Linked DNA regions of Mus musculus: regions 2 and 3 are each linked to region 1. Evidence: chromatin contacts called from public Hi-C data. All regions are on one chromosome and are shown on one strand. The core of a region is the stretch at or near the end of the contact, and the rest is flanking DNA. Distances in the headings are between cores, read along the strand shown.

The links. A called contact is a pair of places that touch in the nucleus more often than the background predicts.
Region 2: a contact with region 1 is called in a Hi-C map of Th1 cells, with 2.5 times the contacts expected there. The contact joins two enhancer-like sites. A contact is called at or near these places in 2 of 484 Hi-C or Micro-C datasets (ECoMG-derived neutrophils and Th1 cells), 3 of 115 datasets of contacts at active chromatin or transcription factors (Th17 cells, regulatory T cell precursor and thymic regulatory T cells) and 1 of 9 other capture datasets (liver).
Region 3: a Hi-C map of liver shows a contact between it and region 1, with 2.6 times the contacts expected there. The contact joins two enhancer-like sites. A contact is called at or near these places in 3 of 484 Hi-C or Micro-C datasets (CD4 T cells, the HL-1 cell line and liver).

What each region holds. Positions count from the first base shown.
Region 1 is chr3:115,791,952-115,795,047 of GRCm38.p6, forward strand. No RefSeq gene overlaps it. Among named protein-coding and RNA genes, the nearest start is that of S1pr1, 78 kb to the left of the region's middle. Within about 2 kb of position 1,595, at least 63 of the 459 cell types and tissues checked have an H3K27ac peak or open chromatin away from gene starts, as enhancers often do. A contact at or near this core is called in Th1 cells, Th17 cells and liver, where this site is marked.
Region 2 is chr3:115,952,030-115,955,002 of GRCm38.p6, forward strand. Slc30a7 (solute carrier family 30 (zinc transporter), member 7) reads right to left here. Exons shown (of 11, transcript NM_023214.7): 10 at 2,023-2,172. Among named protein-coding and RNA genes, the nearest start is that of Mir669n, 26 kb to the right of the region's middle. Within about 2 kb of position 1,467, at least 29 of the 459 cell types and tissues checked have an H3K27ac peak or open chromatin away from gene starts, as enhancers often do. A contact at or near this core is called in Th1 cells and Th17 cells, where this site is marked.
Region 3 is chr3:115,614,686-115,617,616 of GRCm38.p6, forward strand. No RefSeq gene overlaps it. Among named protein-coding and RNA genes, the nearest start is that of Gm40124, 26 kb to the right of the region's middle. Within about 2 kb of position 1,521, at least 6 of the 459 cell types and tissues checked have an H3K27ac peak or open chromatin away from gene starts, as enhancers often do. A contact at or near this core is called in liver, where this site is marked.

The sequences.
Region 1 (3,096 bases), core at 345-2,844:
TGAGACAGGGTTTCTCTGTGTAGCCCTGGCTGTCCTGGAACTTGCTCTGTGGACCAAGCTGGCCCCAAATTCAGAGAAATAGATCTGCTTCTGCTTTCCTGGTTCTGGGATTAAAGGTGTATGTCACCACTGCTCAGTTAAGTAGAGAATTCAAATTTGGGCTCACTGTAGCCAAAATAATTAATTTAAGAGGAAGTTTCTGTCTTTTCTTCTTCTTCTTCTTCTTCTTCTTCTTCTTCTTCTTCTTCTTCTTCTTCTTCTTCTTCTTCTTCTTCTTCTTCTTCTTCTTCCTCCTCCTCCTCCTCCTCCTCCTCCTCCTCCTCCTCCTCCTCCTCCTCCTTGTTTTGTTTCCCAGACAGGGTTTCTCTGTATAGCCCTGACTGTCCTGGAACTCACTCTATAAAACTGGCTGGTCTAGAACTCCTGAGATGCACCTGCCTCTGCCTCCCAATTACTGAATTAAAGGAGTGCACCACTACTACCTAACAACACAGCATATACTTTCAACACCACTGAAAATATTAAATGAAATAAGGCTTACAGAAGTTTTAGGTGAGTTCTAGTCATCAACAATTGAATTTAATCAATTATCATGCTTGGTAACGGCGATATAGTGGTGAAGTCTTATTACTAATTGTAGCAGTCACGGGTCTTGGTTCCCAGGAGAGGGGCGAGGAGCAGAAGGAGGAGGAGGGGGAGGAGGGGGAGGAGGGGGAGGAGTCTTTGCTCTAGAGCATAATGGGAGAAGTTCAGATACAGGGACAGAGAATGCAGAACCTTGCCCTTTTAACTAATGTAACCTAACCCGGAGGTGACACGGGGGGAGGGGGGGTGACACCATGGACTTTAGCCTGATGGCAGCCTACGCTCTGTTATCAGCAGCCTATGCTCTGCTATGTACTGGCACTGAGATATTGGAGAAAGGACTCAACAGATGTGAACATCCAGTATCTTGCATCTGTATCCAGTGAACTGCATGAATGATCAGTGTATGGAATTTACTTCTTGCTCTCTGTCCTCACCCCCTACCCTAAATTACCCCATAACATGGCTGCTATGAGAACTTCTAATTCCTGAGGCACACTCATGCCCACAGGCTGATATAACTTGCCATACAGATCCATCTACCACCGTAGCCTAGTGGCATTCACAGAGCTAAAGCTGCCTGGATTTAATAAGAAGGAAAAAAATCTCAAAGAATACATATTTACGACCCTTTCCCCACCCCCAAATGCAAGCCAGTTTAGAAAGAAGTTTCCATTTTAACTGGGTATACAATTATTCACTAAATAAAATATATATTAAAAGAAGGAAGTCATCTCCTTCATGGGTAGTATTCATTGTCAATTTAAATTATATTTCCTAGGGCTCAAAAAAAATCTGTGTGTGTGTGTGTGTGTGTGTGTGTGTGTGTGTGTGTGTGTGTGTGTGGATGTGGATGTGGATGTGCCTGCGCTCATATGTGTGTTGTGGGGGAACGTGACTGCCACCTCCTGCCCACTTCTTCAAAACGGAGACTCTGTAGAGGAAGCCTGGCAGAGGCTCACAGTCCCTGACTTTTGTTTTGACTTCCATGCCTTTAATGGCTTTTGGTGTCATCGTCAGCCAACTCTCTATGTCTATTGACACTCTGGAAACCACACAGATAAGCAGTTTTGAGCTGGCCTGCTCTGTTTATTTTGGCTCCTACCACCGATCACACATTTCCCTGCTAGAGCCCCCGAAAGCTTTGTTCTAATCCAGAGTACTTTTTCTCTCACGTGCTCGACTTTTGGAGTCTGGATTGCTTTGCCTTTTCAACGTTCTTTCTCTGTTGCTTGTGTGTGGTTGTGACCTGTTACCCAGCACACTCTTCCTTAACACAGGCAGACGAGGGCTTGTTCAAGACAGGCAATGCACACCTCCTGCTGAGAGTCTGAGGAGATGCACATGTGGAGGACTCTCCATTCATGTTTGCCGTCACTAGAAGCCAGATGTGCTGGAGGGATAGAGACTTCCCCTGTGGCTTTCCACTGGGGAGTGTCAGAGATAGTCCCCCTCTGCTTTTTAGAACCAACCCATGCTATCTCTTCGGTCTTCAGTCTGGTCACACTCTCTCCAATCATTTAAGACATTTCTTCTGGCACTCCAAATAATATGAACACTTTTACAACAGCAACAACAACAACAACACAACAATAATAATACATGCCATATAGTTACTATCTTCATTATTTTAAGTGTAAAGTTGAGTGTTGCTAAGTGCTTTCACACTGCTGTGCAAACACCACCACTATATTCTCCAGAAATTTTTCTTTTAACAATTTTATGTTGGAATGCCACTCAAGAGACAATGATGAGCTGCTAGCCCCTCCTCCCGCTCCCAGCAGCTACCTTTTCCTTTCTGATCTGAATGGATCTGAAGGTTCTAAGTATCTTATGTAAGCAGCACCAGCTCTATTTGTCCCTTAGTGTCCAGTCACAGCACTTAGGGTAACTTTATCATGCTTTGTCTGTACTCGAGGTTCATCCACACCACAGAACATGACAGAATTTCATTCCTTGTTCAAGCTGAATGACATCCTGCCACATATGATACCACGTTTTGTTGGCACATTCCTCTGCTGGTACATATTTGCTTTCTTCCTCCTTTTGGCTGTGCTGATTGATGTTACCATGAATTCTAACACCCACTTTAAAAGTCTTAAGTATTGACCTAAAGGTGGAATTGCAAGATTACATGGCAATTCTGCATTTATTTTTTTTTTAATGAGGAAAATCCAACCCTATTTGTTTCATTGTTGGCACTGGTAAGAGGTCCATTAAGGCAGAGACGGTGTCAGGGGATATATGGTGATTTGCTCCTATAGTTGGGGCTTCTCACATCTAGCAGATCAGAAAGTAGAGAGGTGGCTAAGTGGAGGGTCAAACTATAACCCTCAAAGTCATACACTCAGTGAGATACTTCCAACAGATGTGTCTGGTGCCACTGAGGTCTTATAACCCTCCAAAGCAATGTCACCAGCTGGGGACCAACTGCTCATACCCATGATCCTGTAGGGGAGAGTTCACAGTCAAACTGTCACAGATCCATAACACATCCATGGCAGCAGCACC
Region 2 (2,973 bases), core at 217-2,716, 160 kb after region 1:
AGCTGGTAACCCCGGAGCCTGAGCACCGGAGCGACTGCGGCAGCTCCTTTCCCTACACTACACGCCTGTACACAAGCCCATTTCTTTAGCTCCTTGAAAGAAATGAGTGACCTGGAAAATGGAATTACCGAGGATGATGATGCCCCAGAGTTCTAAAGTCACCACAGACTTAGCATCCGAGTACTAAATAATAGAACCGTACAACTTTCTGATTTCCATTTCTTTCAATTCAAAGCCCATCTCTTCCACTCTTAGGGTCAGCTGTAAGGGAGACAAGCAAAGTTCAACAAATGCAGGAGAGACTCAGCAGCAAGTTCTCCTGCTTTAGAACCAAGACCAGAAACTTTCAATACGAGAAAGCATCGGTGTATTTAAAAATCTGATCTAGTTACTTCTGTATCTGTTCATTTTGTGTGGTTGCTTGGGGAGGTCAGGAGTCAATTCTCTCTTCCTGTCCCTGAGGTCAGGTCCCCAGGCCAGGCAGCAAGGCACTTTACCTGCTGAGACATTTCACTGACCTGAGGGTCACGATTATTTTCCCCTCCAAAACAAAACAAAAAACAGTAAGTGAGAGGTTTCAATTTGACAAATGAGAGTTATGAGTAAGATGTAACTTAAAATACGAAGTAATTTAACAATTTACATTTCATGAAATGAAATTTGTTACAGAAACCCCTGATATTTACTCATGCAACAAGAACATTGCAGAAAAAGAAATAAATTATTTAACTGTCCTATTCTAGTATGTGAGAACTAAAATAGATTAAAATCATTAGGCATAGGAATAAAAGTTATTTTAGAGATGTGACCCTGCCCCCTTGCTCTCCTGTGTGTGGTGGGGAATGCGTTTGAGTATTCTCACAGCTAGCCTCAAAGGACTCTCTGGTAGCTACAGGGAATGGAATCAACTAGTCAGGACCTTAGCTGATAAAAAAGGCTGAAAATATTCAATGCCCAAATACAGTTTCTGAAACAGACGAGGCAGCTGAAGGAACTTTAATATTTCCTGTTTCTAAAATCCAGGTTTGTGCCTCAGGAGGCCTCCCTGTGGTCCGAGATTACAGTCCAAGCAGCCCGGACAGACAGTGGCTGCTAGCACAGGTCACAGAGTAGGAAGCACATTCCTTTTCACTGGGAACACTGCCTGAGTGGCAAAGCCATTAGCATCAGGGTGCTCAGGAGTCCCAGGAGGCCCAGAGGAGGCCCACAGGAGGCTCATAGGAGGCCCACAGGAGGCCCAGAAGACCCACAGGAGGCATACAGAAAGCCCAGGAGACCCACAGAAGTCCCAGGAGGCCCACAGGAGACCCACAGAAGCCCCACTTCGAGGGCAGCAGCAGCACTAGAAGCCACAGGATGAGGGAGGGTGGTAGTCTGGAGAAGGCAGCCTGCAGGTTACTGCCACATTGTTCTCCTTGGCCCTGAAACATGGAGTCCGTATGAGAAGAATTTAGACATACTGCCTGGGCCTCCAAGGTTTCATTATGAAAGCCACGGTGATACACATTTATATAGATGAGTCACATTTATATACTGTGTCTTCTCAGAAAGCTGCTAAAATTCCAGACAAGTAGAATCAGCGCACAGTATTAACTGCATCAAAGATTAGGATTATGTAAAACCTAATTAACATTATATCTGTCAGTAATTCATTCATAAGCAACCTAAGCATGTGTGTCTCTCATCAGGAGGCAGAATCTCTCATTTATGTAATGCCTTGAACTTAACTAGAGTGCGTATTCTATTCATGTCTGAAGATGTGAAGGCAGAGAAAGAGAAATATGTACGTAGTGACATTCGTAACAGAAAAGTAACTCTGCTTAGAGGAATGTTTAGACTCCAGCCAACAATACTAACTAAAATAGAAGGCCCTAGATCAAGTCTAAGCTTGACTCTGACTGAGAGCATTTCCTCCTTTACTTTAGTAGCTTCTATATTTGATATGTTAGTTATAGGATTTTTAAAGCTAGCAAGATACAAGGAAATATACGTTTCCTAAAAGAGATTTCTAACAAGTCATACCTGAGTAAAAATATTATGCGTTTGGCTTAAGATCCACCTGGCGTCAGCATCAGGGGCTACCACGAGCTTCAAGGTTCCCACGTAAACATCAGAACAGAGTGTCCAGAAGTGCTGTTCTTGCAAGTTGTAAACTCCTTGTAACTGTTGCACCTGAAACACCAGGCAGACGTCAGCATGGAGAACAAGCCGCCTCCCACCCAAATACGATTATGACGGGAGACAGAAAGGTGGACTCGACCACCTACTTAGAAGGACAAATGCCTATGGAGTACTCAGTGTGTTCCAGGTGACCCTGAGACAGGTTAGGGTCAGAGAATGAATGAACACTTATCGGAAGTTCTAATTTTAACACATCAGTCAGAGCAGTGCAGGCAAGCAATGGAGCTAGAAAAGAGGATAAACCAGGCCACAGAAGTGAGCGGAGGTAAAGGACGGAAATCAACACATGCTTGGGAATGAGAGAACTCGTTATACAGAAAAGGCTCCTGGAGAAAAGATTAAGAGGCTAGAGGGACGTTTGATCTGTCTGTCTGTCTGTCTATCTGTCTATCTACCTGTCTGTCTATCTATCTATCTATCTATCTATCTATCTATCTATCTATCTATCTATCTATCTATCATAAAGACACAATTTTGAATACAAACCCAAAATGGATTTTGTAAATGGAAGAAATAGTTATTTTTCAGCTCCACAAACTCTGTTTCTGGCTCTTTGCCCTGTGCTCTGGGTCTGGAGGTGAACACAGAGCTGAAAAGAACAGACATGTCCTCTGCCACTGTCCTCACCACAGCCATCTCAATGCTGCAGACGCTCTTCCATCCTCAGTACGCGCACACACACACACACACACACACACACCCCGCCCTGAGATCCCAACCCGGGGCCTGCACATGCTGGCTAGCACTCTACCCCTGAGCTACTTCCTTGGCCTGACTTGAAATCCTTCAGTT
Region 3 (2,931 bases), core at 271-2,770, 180 kb before region 1:
ACGCTTCCCTTAAACCTTGAATCTCTTCCTCTTGTTTCTCTATTTGCAGCTCCGACTTGCCCTTCCAGGAGAAGGTTTAATATCATGTCCTCTGCTCCTTGAAAATCTGATGAGTCTCTCTTTTTTCTATAGTCTGGTATTTTCTTCCTCAGTCCCTAAAGCATTCTGTGGTCCAACGCATCGCAGCAGTTATCACACTGTCATATGGCTGTCTATTTGTCTTTCTTCCTCAGGAGGCAGTGAGTCCCTTGAGGGATGAGACTTAGATCCAAAACACCTAACACGGTCGCAGGTGCAGGCTTAGCCTCAGAAGATGATTTCAGGGTTAAAAGAAAATGGTCGTAAGTGTACTTATCCTCAACCTCAAAAGCTAGCCCAGCCTTTAGAGAAAAAGTATCAGTTTTACAAATCTGTATTCTTCTATAGATCATAACTCATTGATATCCAATTATGATTTCACTCATTCCAGCAAGATGGTTTTTTAACATAAATTTATAGGTTGGTAAAAGCAAAGAAGTACTCTGGTCAGATACCCCATCTTTATCTTGGTGCACGCATCGGTCCTGAATGCCACAAAGCTGTATTGCTACCGAGTGAGCTATCCTAGACTAATGTGAGCTGCACTGCTCTTCACTGTCCCAAGGAACTTCTCAGGTATTGTGTGATGTACGCGTTGTCAATGGGGAGCAATAGAGGAGGAAGGCTTGGGGTGGGCTGTAGCCAAACTCTCCAAGCTGAGGCAGGAGGACCTCAAGTTTGAGGCCAGTCTAGGAAAGAGGAAACGCAATGACCATGTAATGCAATAACTAATCGGAAACAATCGCTCATGTCAGCGTAACACGACACAGACAAGCATGGAAGGACCCATCCCTTTACTTGCTGTAAAATGTAGGATGCCTGAGAGAGCCTTCAAGAAAAAAAACGAGCGAGCACAAACTGATGAACTCTTTGGAAATACATTGCATGGTCTGTCAAGAGCAGAAAGGAGATGAAATCGGGTGTCTCCTTGAGTAATCGGTTTTTTTGCAGTTGGGTGATTTTTTTTTAAAAGGAAACTGTATAGAAATTGTTAAAACGTACTTGAGACATAGAACATTTCAGCTCCCTGCGGCCTATTTCTCAGACTGCTTTTCAGATTCTGAAATTCAGAAAGGAAATTACACCGAAATTAAAATGTTTTCTATGTAAAGACAGTCTCCTTGGTTTGAAAAAAAAAAAAAAACCTTAGCGATTTCATACCGCCTCCCCTGGAACAAGACCAATGTAATGAGAGCGTTCCAAATAGCATCCATCATCATCTCTCAATCTACTTTCACCATTACAGTAGCCAGAACAACTGGATCAATGATTTTAAAGGTCGGCAGTGTCAAACTGCCTTCAAAATCTTCGTGTTTACACCCAGAGATCAGTGCTGCTCTCGGCCTTTCTCAGAGAAGCCGCTGCATGGGGCAGTGTTAGCACAGACACTCACAGTAGGTCAGTGCTGAGAATAAGAAAGGCAACCCTAAAAGACAGACCTGTGTCGCCCCCTCCAGGATGCAGGGAATGTTGCAGAAAGGGGGCCGAGTCAAAGAATGAGGAGAGCTGTCAAATGATGTCTTCTGGAAATGACAGAGCTGTTGTAGCCAAAATTGTAACTGCCCAAGGCCTACACAAACTTACCCCTCAGTAGTCCATTATGAATGGGGAAAGGGCTCATGAGGTCCCACCCCCTCTTATAGGCAGTTGCTGGAGAAAAGCTAGCCATATTCCTCAGTGTATAGCTCTGGTAAATTGCCATTGCTCAAACACCCACCCCGTCATGCAAGCAACCCTAATTAAATGGTATGGAGTTTTAAAATGTAAACAGATATGCAAGTAGGAGGGAAGTTTATTGGGAAGCAGATGTGGAATGGATTAAAAGAAGATAGTAGGGGTGTGATCAAAGTACAGTGTGTGTGTGTGTGTGTGTGTGTGTGTGTGTGTGTGTGTGTAACTGTGAAAGGATAAATAGTAATTTTAAAGTCCAATTCTGTGTTGTCTTAGAAACAGAATGGCTCACCCTTGAATAGAATTTACTAATTGCTCAGCATTCAAACTGAAAATAGTAATTTGACTAAATTGTAATTTGTGGCAGTTTATGGATACTAATGTTATTAAAAATTCTAGGCAGGATCACTGATTATAGAAAATTAAGGAGAATTCACTAATACAAAAAAAATGAAAGTGTCATATATTTCAAATTTTCTGACTCCTGTGTTCTGTCCCCATATGCACAATTGTTTTTAATTAAGTTATGTGGTTCAATGTGCGAAATGATGTTAATAATTTTAAATATATTTTATCATCCAACACATCCAATTTCTCAAATTTTAAACACACCTCTGTTTCTCTGTACTCTCTTTGAAAATGTATAAATATTTTGTTAGAAAGGTTAATTCTGGGGAGCTAAGCAATAGCTCAGCTCCACGCAAAAGGTTATGTTCGAGAATATTCAACTAAAAGAAACTGTTAATGAAGCTGTTAGGATCAAAATGAAATGTGAGGATGTTGTGAGCTTTTAAGTGAATTTTGGAAGAGGAAGGAGCAAGAAGAAAACCTAAAGAGCTGAGAAATGATATTTTATTCCCTAATGCCTATGATTGAAAAATTACACCAAATAATTATGAAAAAGAAATAAGCAGTGAATTCCCACATCGGCATACCATCATTTACATTATTTTTTATAGAAAAATAAGCCTCTTCCTGAATCAGCTTTTGTGCCTCTGGTAAGGAGCAGTTTATCTCTGTGTTGTATCTGTCCTGTGAATAGTTATACAAGCTGAAGACTATCTCATCCTACAAAAAAAAAAATCTGTTACATCACAACAATTTTTCTACTGCCCTATACAGCAATTCTCTTAAAATAGCTGCCTAAACCCACGGTTTCCACTTCTCACCCTGTATTCAGTA